Linked DNA regions of Mus musculus: region 1 is linked to region 2. The links are chromatin contacts, called in public HiChIP or PLAC-seq maps. All regions are on one chromosome and are shown on one strand. Each heading gives the region's core, a stretch centred on a gene start, on an enhancer-like site or on the middle of the called end of the contact. The rest is flanking DNA. Distances are from core to core; before and after follow the strand shown.

Region 1 (6,518 bases), core at 3,101-5,600, 300 kb after region 2:
AGACATGCCACCATATGGTTACTGGATCTGCTCTGAACACTGAGAAAGGTTTCCTCACAGGAAAAATAGTCATGGCAAAAGTCAAGAGCCTGTGCATTCCTTCCACAGCCAGCCTAAATGTGGAACACGCTCATCACCAAGGATTCCTAATCCAACCCCACGGCTTCACGACTAAGTGATGTCACCAGACCAAAGGAATGCCATCTCAAATGCTCAATGTGTGTGTGTGTGTATGTATGTATGTATATATATATATATATATATATATATATGCATTCTTTTCTGCTCAATGCAGAGTTTAAGAGGGACATAACTCCCTTTATTTTAACCATGTAGCCCAGGCTGGCCAGCCACAGATCTAGGATGCTCCTATCTTAGCCTTTCAAGTATTAGCATAATGCGCATGTGCTACCAAGACCAAGAGAGAAACTCCCCAAAAGCAGCTATGCCAGCCAAGAGAGAAATCTTCAGCAACTAATACGTGAGAAACGGCCCAACAGCAACCCCAGCCCCTGAGATTTTGTTAGAAGTCATGCATTAAACAACAGCAATTTCTCTACCTTTCTTGTTGCCGGTCTTATACTCCTCCCACTCAGCATCCTGGGCAGAGCCAAAAAAGTTTCCTACACACAACAGCAGCTAAAATGAGTTTTTTAAAGATATATGAGATTAAAACAAAACAAAAAAATTAAACATTACATTGACTGTAATATTCAGCTAATTACTCTATTTAATAGTCTCAAACCAAGTATTTCTTCATTAATTTAATTAACGATAATTCTATGAATTATTCAACTTCGATGCACTGTCTGTCAATCACTCCAAATTGAGGGTGGGGGGAAAGTGAAGGAAACGAGCTTTCAGAAGGCAGAACTTATGTGCTTTCCAAAGGTTCCCAAGGCCTCTCTATCCTCCTTCCTTGGAATACATAGCAGTGTTGAAACAGATGCAGAAGGAATCAGTCCGTGAAATACAAAACTTCAGTATTAGACTTCAGAACTACAGGGCAGAAGCCCACCACATGTGCTGCTGTGTTTACTTATCCCTCAACCCAACGCACAAGTCCTCCCTAACCCTACAGTCCTCCCGTGTCCTAGGGACTCATAGTCTACGTGGCAAGCACACACAACACTCATTCCTCATTCTTTCTTTGGTAAAGACCTGCACATCTGTTATCTGATTTGATCCAGAGCGCACACCCGTGAAGCAGACCTGGGCTTATCAGTCCAGGTGTCAGAACTGGCTAGCTCTGTTCAGTGTGTTTCTTTGCTTGTTTTTGGTTCAGTAAGAAAGTAATGAGATGAACAGTATAGACCGCCTCCCTCCTCCCATCAATCCACAGCTACTTAGTGTAATTAAGGATAAAAACCACAACCTAACAAAAAATGGGAAAGTCAGTCATAAAATTAACAAAGAATCAGTACTTTTAATGTTTGACTACAGTGTAAAATTTCAGTAAAAATGATCATCTTACATCAAAGTTTCCACTTTTCTTCTGAATTGTCCGAACTCTATTGAATAAAACATCAAACTTTCCTTCAACATCTCCACAGGCCAAGCTGCAAACAAGAGATAAACGTTATAGCAATTCAGGAAACACAAATGGATCTGCTAGGCTTGGTGTAAATGTACTCGTTTTTTTAGATTAGCGCTATGAACTAGTCCCAGCAGGTATCTTCTGACTTATGGTCAATATCAACTACTCTGAGCTACCAGGCAGACTTTTCTGAATATCTCACCAATACCTCTAACTCACCATATCTAAAAATCTGCTTTTCGTGTCTTCAAAATTGAGCCAACCTCTTCTGATTCTTAAATTTCGTGGATGGGTTTATCACCAACTTGGTCACTAAGAGTCAGCTAATTCCTTATTTAATCTAAGTCCAGGTGAGTCTCCAACCATGTTTCACACCCATTCTGTTCTCCTCACCTCCACAGCGTGTGCCTTGCTACACGGCTTCAGTCATCGTTCAGCAAACACCAACCGGACAACTACACTATGCAAAGCTCAATGGTCACATACTACCCTAAGAACACATTAGAATTACAGAAGCACTTGGACTCATGTAAAGCCTCAGAGAGTTTACAATAAGGGACGGGTGGCTCCAATCACAAGCATATATGGAAAAGGCTATGTTGTGAGGCAAGCATAGCATGTTACAGGGCAGGGAGGAGAAAATGACAAGCATGAAGGTTGATGAGGGGGACTGTCCCAAGTGGTGAAGTGACTTGCTCTAACATCTAAGTTCTGACTTGTACAATTCTGACTTACATCGTTTGTTTGTTTTCACTTTAGGGGAGGTATTGTATTGGGAGGGCGTATATGTGTCGGTGTTCATGTGAAGGTCAGAGAACCACTAAAGAGAGTTCCCTCTCTCCACCACGTGTGTCATCAGGGACTGTACTCAGGACACCAGGCATGGCAGGAAGTGCCACTACTCACTGGGCCATTTCACCAGCCCTTACTTACTTTTGTAACATCTTTTAACTCAAAATACTATAGACTCTATTGTCGTATATCTCTCTGTTCTTATTGTTCCTATCATTGAACAGTCTCAAGCAGCATAAGGATATGATTGTACATGTTTCATCAATACGTCTAATAACAGAAAAGGACGGTCTGGAGGAACAGTTAAACTACAATCAAAGTGCTAACCAAGGAAATGGCCAATGGAAACAGGGACGAGAAAAGCAGATGAGAAACTTAAAGTCTGAAGACAAGCTAAGTGGGGAAGCGGGATGGGAAATGAGGGAGAGGCAGGAACGGAGGGAAACAAATCTGAACAACTTAGAGGGAATGGCTGAGGCGGAGAAACCTACTTGATGTGGTTTGGAGGCAAGGTAGACTATATGGACCCCATAGTGCTTTCTCTGCTTCAGTTTAATGTTCCTTCCTAAAAACATTACACAGTGCCTCGTTTCCTGTAGAAAGAGTTTTCCTCCGGTTCTGGCCTGTCTTCCCAGTACTTTCTCTAAGTTTTCCTAACTAAACTCTCCCAAACTGCAGATTGATCACTCTGCCTCTGCTAGGCTCTAGGGAATTCTCTTTCCTAAGAGCCCCATTGTGCTCAACCTCAAGGCTTTTCCATCCATCAAGGCTGAGTCTCTGTAGCCTCCTGGTGGGCTGAGAAAGCCACTTTCTCAAAATCTCAGAAATCCATATACCATTTCAGAACAAATTCTGTCCTAACTATCATGCAGTATAATTTATTCTTTGAGAGCCTCTAACATCTTTTTGTTCCCTGTTGATTATCAATTCCTGACAGGTACAATCCATATTCACTCTCTGATCTGGGCCCCTTTTCAGCATTTTCTGATCCCAATGACTGAAGACAGAAATCTATGACCTTACAGTGGAGGTTTCTCACCATCAAAACATCACCAGGCCCTGTGAGTCCACCTGCTTAACAGACTATCCATTCCTGAACTTTCTCTCTGACATTGCTTTACCTAATGCTTGTTGCCTTCTACTTCGGCTCTTATTTGTTTCCCAACTTTCAAGCAGGATCACTTTCCATAACAAAAACTAGGTCACACTAAGGAGTTTTTAAACGTTTCAATGTCTTCTCTGAGTTAAATACAATAATATTTGCCAGAGTTAAATCCTCACTTTCAAAAAAAAAAAAAAATCCTCACTTTCTCATGAAAGCCTTAATTCCTTATACTAAGCCAAATATCGTTATTATATACCCTCCAGAACCATCAACCCTTTCTCTACATTTTCCGCATTCGTTAACACGTGTTATTCTAGTCTAGACTATCAGCTATCAAGGCGGGAACTGGTTTGTGCGACGCTTGTCCGCTGCTCAATACAATAGTCTTTCTAAATTAAGTCATGTCTTCGCTAACCGACCGCGCAAACAAAAGTACGCGAGGACAGGACAATGCTCATCTTGTCTGACAAAACCCATGCGTGCACCCCATGCCTGCAAGTATTTGGCTAATCAATACGTGCGACGCCGGGAGAAACGACAAGGAGATGGTGTGTCCCAGGCAGACTAGGCCTAAGGAAAAAGAAGTCCGGCTCATCAAGTTTTTAGTTCTGCCAGAGAGACTCTGAAGACACCAGGGCGAAATGAACTGGGAGGCGAGAACAGGAAGCCTCCACTCCGGCTCCCAGCAGCCCTGCGACCTCCCCTCCGTCTTCCCCTTCCGGTGTGGAGAAAGACCCCCCCACTCCTCCGCCCGCCTCTCTCCCTTTCTCCTATGTGCCTGAGTCTACCGATGCAAGGTCACTCACAGACGCAGTGGCTTCTGAGCCATCGGGAATGACAACCAGGGCTGGGACGGCCACCAAAGGCTAGAAACACGAACGCGCGCTCAAGGTTGGAACGCCGGGGCGCAGAAATATGACGTCACACCACTCAGCCAATAGAAATCACCTAGCTATGGGGCGTGTAGAGGGGTAAAAATCTCTCCGCGTTTATTTATTTATTTATTTATTTATTTATTTATTTATTTATTTATTTATATTTATTTATTTAAGGAAAGGTAACTGGAGTGAAAAGGATGGAGGAATTAAAATAGAAAAAAAATGTGTCTTATTTTGTTTGTTTTAGAAACATTTGGAATTATTGAACTGTGCGCCTGCGAGTTTGTATGGATCCCATGACTGCTAGCGCTCTTAAGATCTTTCCAACCCTGGCTGGGTTTTTTGTTTTTGTTTTAGTTTGTATTTGGGGGGAGGGGGACATGCTTGTGTGCATGCAGGTTCCTGTGGAAAGAATAGGAATCTTCTTCTATTGCTCCCAATCTTATTGAGTGAGATAGGGTATCATTTTAACCCAGAGTTCGTTGGATTAGACTAGTCTAGGAAGCCATATTGCCCAAAAGATCCCCTAATTCTGCTTCCTGAACGCTGGGATTCCCCGTGGGACCTGAAACTTACCTGTCTAGACTTACATGGGTACTAGGGATGCGAATTCCAGTCTTCATGATTTGTTATATGGGTGACTGAGACATCTCCCTAGCCCCTAAATTTTTTTTAACACATTGAAAGAATAGCTTCTATTCAGTGTATCGGCATGTCGCTACATTTTCTCTCTTGCTCACTTCTCCCCCAGTACCCAAACCCTGTCCTTCTCACTGAGTTATCTGAAAGCGAAGTGCAGACCTCAGTGTGCACCTCTCAAATACATAAAAATACCCTCCCTTAAGTTACCTTAATATTAGCACACTGAAAAAGAATTAAATTAATTCAGTAACAAGACCTAATGTACACAATGTTTAGTTCTCTGTAATTGATTGTATACATGGGGACTATTTTCATTCAGGGATTAAACAAATTTCACATTTTCATCGGGTCCTATCTCTAGTCTCTTTTTGCTTTGCTTTTGGTAAGTCGGTTTTTCTGAAGGGGCCAAGCCAACCAGCAACAGCCTGCTAAGGACCTGGAAAGGACTGTCCTGACAAGGAAAGAAACCCAAGTTACCAGAATCAAGTTGTTAAGAAAGAATCTCAAATCTCTAATTTTCTCACAATTTCTGCAGTGCTTTTGAGGGGGTTATTAAATCCTTTGCCTCATACATATTAATACCCCTGCTTTGTTGGTAACTTAAACCTTTTTCTTACTTTTTGGATGATACACTCCAGGAGTGGCTTTCAAGACTGAATCTTGAAGACAGATTTGCTAATATGAACAGCTATATGATTTCAGAGATGAGAAAACAACAGTAAAATATGAAAATGTGTCTGTGAAATTTGCCTGTATTATTGTTGCAACTTTCCTATAGGATCAAATCAATTCTAAAAATAAAAATGTATCCATAGAGATGGCTTACTACACTGTAAGTGTAGGAATAACAAGATTATATATATATATATATATATATATATATATACACATACACACATATGTGTGTATATATATATGTATATGTGTATATATGTATGTGTGTATATATATGTGTCTGTGTGTATATGTATGTGTGTGTATGTGTGTGTGTATATATATATATGTATATATATATCAGCCTCTTTTTTAAAAGATTTATTTATTTCATGTGTGTACACTGTTGCTGTCTTCAGACTCACCAGAAAAGGGTGTCGGATCCCATTACAGATGGTTGTGAGCTACCATATGGTTGCTGGGAATTCAACTCAGGACCTCTGGAAGAGCAGTCAGTGCTCTAACCGCTGAACCATCTCACCAGCCTAAGATACACATATCTTTAAGTAGGACCCTTGTATACATTTAAGAATTTTAGTTTTGGGGGCTGGAGAGATGTATCCTCCATGGTTAAGAGCACTTTGCTCTTCCAAAGGATCTGGGTTTCATTCCTAGGACCCACATGGTGGTTCAGTAATTCTAGTTCCAGGGATGCCACATCCTCTTCTGACCTCCATAGACACCAGGCACACACACAATGCACACATATACATGCAGACAAAGCATGCACATATATCATATTTAAATGAAAGGCCCGTTACAGACCGGAGAAGTAAGGATAAATGATTACAGTCTATAACAGCCAGAAGAGGCAGAAGGAGAAGAAGCAACCTCTTGGTATCCTACTTAG
Region 2 (6,902 bases), core at 236-2,735:
AGGAAGCACACGGCAGATGTCCGTCCCTGAAAACGTACATACACGCGGCGTTACACAGACCACGCAGCTCACGCTTAGGGATGTACGTCTGTGTATTCATGTGAATATGTGCATTACATATATGCGTGTAGCAACAGTTAATGAGAAAAGAGACAATGGATTTGAGAGATAATAAAGAAGGGTGTGTGTGGGAGGCTTGGAGGGGAGAAAGGACGGGGAGAAATGTAATTATACTCTCAGAAGACAAGAGAGGTAATACAAAATAAATTATTACATTTTTATTTATTTTGTGGGTGTGCACATGCATGTGTGAAGGACACAGAACAACTTGTTCCACCGTGTGGGTTCCAAGGGTTGAACTCGGGTCATTTGGCTTAGCAGCGAATGCCATCACCTACGGAGCCATCCCAAAGTTCCTTTCTGTCTACTTAAAAAAAAAAAAAGATATTTATTTTATGTGTGTGAGTACCCTGTCACTGTCTTCAGACACACCAGAATGGGACATCAGATCCTATTACAGATGGTTGTGAACCACCATGTGGTTGCTGGGAATTGAACTCAGGACCTTTGGAAGAGCAATCAGTGCTCTTAACCACTGAGCCATCTCTCCAGCCCTCTGTCTACTTTTTAAATGAAATCTTTTTTAAAAAGGGAATAAGCTATGACTGTCAAGATTGGCGGTGACAACAATGGAGAAGAGGGTTTGTCTATTTCCAGCGGTCACGGTCTTCAGCACACAACTCAGGCGGAGTATGGGAGAGCCATTTTTTTTCTTGACATCTGGGCATTTTTTCCCTCTCACCAAAACTAAAAGCCATTTGATATATTTGGTATGGGGTTCTTTTTATCACGTGCGATTGTGAATACATAGGCTAAATTTTTTTTCCTCCGAGAATTGCATGTTGAAGTCGATGTAAATGAACTATATTCACAGGTCGGTGTGGTGGGCAGGACCGGAGCTGGAAAATCATCCCTCACAAACTGCCTCTTCAGAATCTTAGAGTCTGCAGGTGGCCAGATCATCATTGATGGGATTGATATTGCCTCCATTGGACTGCACGACCTTCGAGGGAGACTGACCATCATTCCCCAGGTTAGTTAACGAGGATTTACTTGGGCACACGCAGTGGGGAAACACTGACATGCATTCAATTACAAAAACAACTCTGGCAGTTGTATTGCTTAGTTTTCTTGTCATTGTACCTGTCAAGAAACAACTTACAGGAGGAAGGGTTAATTCGGCTCACTGAGAAGGGGCACAGTTCTTGGTGGTAAGGCATAGCAGTAGGCATGTGGGACGGCTGGTCCTACTGTGTCTGCACTCTCCAAGTGTCAAATATAGACACTCTCTCCCAAAAGTTGACTATCAAGATTCATCTTCATACCACGATTCCAGACGAATTCCCCGAGATTCTGTTTCTCGACTAAAAAGTTCTGTATTTTGCATGTGACCGGTGGCTGCTAGAAGCTACCAGTAGGTGGCAGCAACGCGCCAGCACTCGGATAGAGCAGATGATTAGTTGGCGTTTCTGTTAGCCCATCAGGGTTTGCTGAGACCTTTGTAATTAGCAGTAGCAATTTTGCCGCCGAAGCTTGAAGTCATTAAGCTTTATACTCCTCATTTGATGCGGCTAAAAGATAGAGGAGGGAATTTGCTGCGGGTTTTTGCCAGCAAGCGGAACATTCATCGTATCAGCAAGAAAGACCTCCCTTTGGCTTGCTCTATGGACCCCACCGAGTTAAGAATTGCCACAGAGACCTCTCCACTCACAGGAGGCGGAGAACCATCGCTCCCTCTGCACTGTGGCCTGGTGCCTGTGGAGGGTTTAATGTTGCTTAGTACAATGTGACATTAGATGCCCTCTCTGTCACTCTCCCCTCTATTCCACTGAGACAAGGTCTCTCGAGGAACCTGTAGCTCGCCGTTTTGGGATTTGCTGCTGCTGCTGCTGCTGTTGCTGTTGTTTTAAGATGTTTTATTTTATGTGCTATGAGTGTTTTGCCTGTGTGTATCTAAGAGCATTTGGACCTGGCTCTCACAGAAGCCTGGCATTAAGATCATGTGTTAAGGAGTGTTGTAAGCTGCCGTGTGGGTGCTAGGAACTGAATCTGGATCCTCTGCAAGAATACTAAGTAGCAAGTGCTTTTAACCACAAGCCCCTCAGGAGGATTTTTGTCTTTGGCCTTTTAAAGGTTTTGTTTTGACTAGCTCAGTGGTGGGTATCTCCGGACAGCCTCTAGTCTCTGCTTCTCTCTCCCTCTCAGCGTGAGCACATAGGCTCCACTTTCTGCGGGATGCTGGGTACTCAAACTCGGGCTTGTGCGTGAGAATATCTTGTCAGGCCCCGGGTTTTCTTAGTTTAGTGCATTGTTCTCTGTGGCCTCTTCAAAACATAAGAGTTTCTCAGATGACTACACAATCTCTTTCTATGTCTCTTGGTCTCCCTTGTCCTAAGCCAGGAGGCTTTGTTTCAGGAAATGATGGTCTTTTCATCTGGATGTCTACAAGTGGGTCCCAGAACGGAACGAAGCAGGTGCAAACCAAGGACCACCGCACCCCCACCCCCCACCCCGTTTAGTGTTCCGGTTGCAGGTACTCGGGGCCTTCAGAGGCTTCCAAAAGCTCAATCGTGAGCCAGCTTCCTGCCTAGAGTTCATGCCAGACCACTCCTACCCACGTTCTCCTGGCCACAAAGAATGACTGAGCCCTTTGCTGACATAAGCCCTGATGGCTTCCCATTCTCCAACTTGCAGGACCCCATTTTGTTCTCTGGGAATCTGAGGATGAATCTCGACCCTTTCAACAAATACTCGGATGAGGAGATCTGGAGGGCCCTGGAATTGGCTCATCTCAAATCCTTTGTGGCTGGCCTGCAACTTGGGTTGCTCCATGAAGTGACAGAGGGCGGTGACAACCTGAGGTAAGCTACTTCTTCCACGGGCTGTGTGGGGGTGTGAGGGAGTTGTTTCTTATGTTCTGGTCTTAGATACCATCTGGCATTGTGGGATTTATAACTGTGTAGATCAAATTCCTAATGTGTAAAAATGCGATAAAAGCAGATGTTAAGCCGGGTGTGGTGGTGCACGCCTTTAATCCCAGCACTTGGGAGGCAGAGGCAGGAGGATTTCTGAGTTCGAGGCCAGCCTGGTCTACAAAGTGAGTTCCAGGACAGCCAGAGCTATACAGAGACACCCTGTCTCGGAAAAAAAAAAAAAAAAAAGCAGATGTTAAAAATGCACAGGAACACATGTTGTTATGAAATGTGCCCTTTCTGTGACATTATATGACATGAACTTACAAGTGCCATTTTAGTGGAAAAATCACAGAAACCAGAGTCTCAAGGCTCAGCAGCAACAGCTGGATCCCTGGTCCAATCTGGTATATTTGTTATGAAACACAGACTGGATGGACATGGGGACATGAAGATCCCCTCGGGCTATAAAAGGCATCTCAGTTTGAGAACCTCCAATCTAAAGGGACACAGATAAGATTTACTGCCAGCAAAGCTCTTGGGCATTGCAGAAACACCTTAAATTGATAACAGTGACTCTCTGAGTTTATAGTTTTTACCTTAATATATATATATATCCTGACACTTGGCTTGTGGTCTTCACTGTGCATTTGTTGACGCAAGGTTCTGGCCTTCTCCCCATGAGAGTTTGGGGCTCTCCTTCACATACTGAAGCTGAGCCATTAGGCAAAGCCTGTGGCTCGTGGGCAGTTCTTGCTTTTGACCCAGGTACCTCCACAGTGGAAGGCCAGGCATAGACCACCAGCAGCTAAAGCATCAGTAGATCAAACAAATGGCCTGGAAGCTCTGGATAAACGTAGGAGCTTCATATGAACACGGAAGCTCAGCCCGTGTGCCTTCTAGTCTGAACCTACATCTTAGCAAGGTTCCCAGGTGGCTTGTGCGCTGTTACCTGAGAAGCCTGCTTAAAGCCCTGGTCCCCAACTAGACTGAGGGACTCAGCCAGAGAACTTAAGTTCCACTGTCCAGACTGTCCCTCAAAACCAACTGGACCCAGGACCACGGTGACTTCACCCAGGGGACACTTGCATGGCTTGGTGGCAAATGTCATCTGTCTTGCTTTCCTTTGCAACAGATACAGGGGGCAGCAAGGCTTAAATAGCTGTTTAGCCCTATATAAAAGACCACTCAAATATGCAGTCAGTAAATATGTATTAATACCTACTATGTGCCAGGCACTGGAGACACAGAGGCAAACCTCACAGACCCAACCCTGGATTTCCAAGCACATAAAACATATTGGGAGAGGCAGGCTTATGGGATAAATGGCCACACTGTTAATACTGCAGGGGCGACATGGGGGACATTATGTCAGGATGTGACAGTGACATTCCCTGTCTTGCCCGTGCAAAGAGATACTTCACTCTCTTACTAGGGCTTTTACTTTAGACCTGCGTTTCAGACTTGGTTTAGGGAATTAGAACTTGCATATATCAGAGGAGGAACAAATCAGATTAAAACACCTTTGATAAGTGACAGGGGTGAGCACCAGAGAGCAGAAGAAAGCCCAGGTGGCACTGTGATCATAAAGTACAGTTGACCCGGGCAGAACTTTGGTCCCGGCTAAGTTGTGATTCTGCAGGGTGCCTGATCTTACACTACAGACAAACATTGGGAGTTCATTTTGTTTGGCTTCCTATCTCTGGCAGAAATGTTCTTACAGAGGAGTTACAGGACGTTAGTCTAACTACCCGTTTATTACAATCCCTAATGACCGCAGCAGGCAAGAGTAATCAGCAAATTCCCAAATTTTTCCTTCACATCATTTCCCAGAGCTCCTTTATGTAAGCAAGAGGTCCAGCTTTCATTATAGACTTTTACCAAATTAAAGCTATTTGCATTTTACAAGTATATTTGAATTCCACATACATTGCATCTCACACCAAGACACCAGGCTCATTAGATAGCGTCGTCTCTAATCAAGGCAGAAAGTCTTAAACAAATAATTAGCCTGAGACTAGAATTGCACATTAAAATAATGAATGCATTTGCTAAGGCCACAAAGAAATGGCACTGGGGCATCCTTAGGAAGTGCCACCCTATGTCAGCGGTGTCAGGGCAGACACTGCCGGCGTATGCTCCTGTTATTGGCAACTGCCGCTATCATTTGCCAAATGCAAAAAAAGCACTGTTTCTGGGGCAATGTCTTCCAAACTTGCTTGAACATGAAAGTATCTGGAGTGCCTATTAGAAATGTACATCTCTAGGCTGTTCCCAAATCTGTATTAAAGGAGATCCAGAAACAAACTTTTTAAATCAAGTATTCCCGGTAAGTCTTCTTACTGAGGACGTTTAGAAAACATTGCCTATAACGGTGGCCATGGGGAGATTTTGAAGTCGTTTTGGAAATCTAGATTGGATCGAATCATGAAACTGACCCCAAGCTACAGCCTTCACCCTAGTCTTTGGAACTTATATGAGGCTTCTTCTGTTGATTGCAGCATAGGGCAGAGGCAGCTCCTATGCCTGGGTAGGGCCGTGCTTCGAAAATCCAAAATCCTGGTCCTGGACGAAGCCACAGCCGCAGTGGATCTAGAGACGGATAGCCTCATTCAGACGACCATCCGGAACGAGTTCTCCCAGTGCACGGTCATCACTATCGCACACAGGCTGCACACCATCATGGACAGTGACAAGTGAGTGTGTGAGCGCCATGGACAGCGACTAGTGAGGGGGCAGAACCTAACCCAGAGCAACAGTCACAGCTTCAGCTAGAAGCCCAAAGGCACGCCACAGCAGGAGGCTTAACGATGTTATTTGGAACTCTGAGGCCTCACAGTTTTAATACATTTAGCCAACATTGTACATCAAGCTAATAAAAGCTAATGGGGCCAAGGATAAAATAAGAAACTGTACTGGGACTATGGGAAGCTTAGTCAGTCTTACACAGATGACAGATGTGGACATGGGCCTTCCCAGCTACCACAGCCTCAACCTTTCCTACAATAGGGCAACTGTTTGGAGAGGAAGGAGCCCCGTCTTAATCCGAGCATCCTTAAACAACAAGTACTTTGTAGCAAACACATGTATCCTACTGCTCTGGCCCCTTGTTGAGTGTTAGACATAGAGCCCTACTAGCCCATTGACCAGTGCTCACTGCTGTGGTTCACTGACTGTTGTCACCTGATCGTTAGACACAGGGCCACCGCTGTTGGCTCCTGCTCACTGCTGAGGTTCATTCATTGTTGGTGACTTACTGACTACAGCTTAGTCCTGGTTGTCCTTACAGATTAGGTAAGCGGAGACTCGCGACTTTCTAAAGATTTCCTTTCCTCTTTATTTCAGGATAATGGTCCTAGACAGCGGCAAGATTGTTGAATACGGCAGTCCTGAAGAACTGCTGTCCAATATGGGTCCCTTCTACTTGATGGCCAAGGAAGCCGGCATTGAAAGTGTGAACCACACGGAGCTCTAGCAGTGCTCCCTGGCTAGCGGACTAGAAGAACATTTCTTAGTTACTTTTGTTCTTGTGACTGTGTCATAGGGGCACAGATACACAGTTTGTTGCTGTTGCTCAGGTTGGCCTCAAACTCTAAGGCTCAAGCAATCTCTGGTCTCAACCACCCTGTAAAAAAATACACTTAAAAGGGTATCATAAATAAATACTTAAATAAATAGTATCAGGTACCTTAGAAAATCCACAACTGAGCTGGGGAGATAGCTCGGTTGTTAGGGTGCTTGCCTTGAAAGCGTGAGGGTCCGATTTGATCCCTAGAACCCCCTTATTATCATTTTTTTTAAAGTACGGGCATAGTTGTCCATGATAACAGTTTGAGTGTTGGACAGCCAGAGGTAGTCAGGTCCTGGGGCTCACTAGCCAGCCAGCAGAGCTAGCCTGCTTGGAAAATCCCAGATCAGGAAGAGACCCTG

The links. HiChIP or PLAC-seq counts read pairs in DNA pulled down with a chosen protein or histone mark.
Region 1: an H3K4me3 HiChIP or PLAC-seq map of bone marrow-derived macrophages shows a contact between it and region 2, with 2.3 times the contacts expected there. The contact joins the promoter of Cwf19l1 here to the enhancer-like site in region 2. A contact is called at or near these places in 11 of 39 promoter capture datasets (the 3T3-L1 cell line, the C10 cell line, cranial neural crest and 7 more), 1 of 15 datasets of contacts at CTCF or cohesin (the NIH/3T3 cell line), 5 of 115 datasets of contacts at active chromatin or transcription factors (bone marrow-derived macrophages, embryonic basal ganglia, embryonic limb bud and 2 more) and 4 of 9 other capture datasets (adipose tissue, embryonic stem cells, liver and 1 more).

Annotation. Positions count from the first base shown.
Region 1 is chr19:44,131,526-44,138,043 of GRCm38.p6, forward strand. Cwf19l1 (CWF19-like 1, cell cycle control (S. pombe)) reads right to left here and starts at 4,351. Exons shown (of 14, transcript NM_001081077.1): 1 at 4,241-4,351; 2 at 1,475-1,559; 3 at 561-639. The coding sequence starts at 4,263.
Region 2 is chr19:43,831,111-43,838,012 of GRCm38.p6, forward strand. It overlaps Abcc2 (ATP-binding cassette, sub-family C (CFTR/MRP), member 2), which reads left to right. Exons shown (of 32, transcript NM_013806.2): 29 at 935-1,093; 30 at 2,755-2,921; 31 at 5,474-5,668; 32 at 6,318-6,902. The coding sequence ends at 6,447. Among named protein-coding and RNA genes, the nearest start is that of Gm10768, 4.2 kb to the right of the region's middle. Within about 2 kb of position 1,486, at least 6 of the 459 cell types and tissues checked have an H3K27ac peak or open chromatin away from gene starts, as enhancers often do. A contact at or near this core is called in bone marrow-derived macrophages, where this site is marked.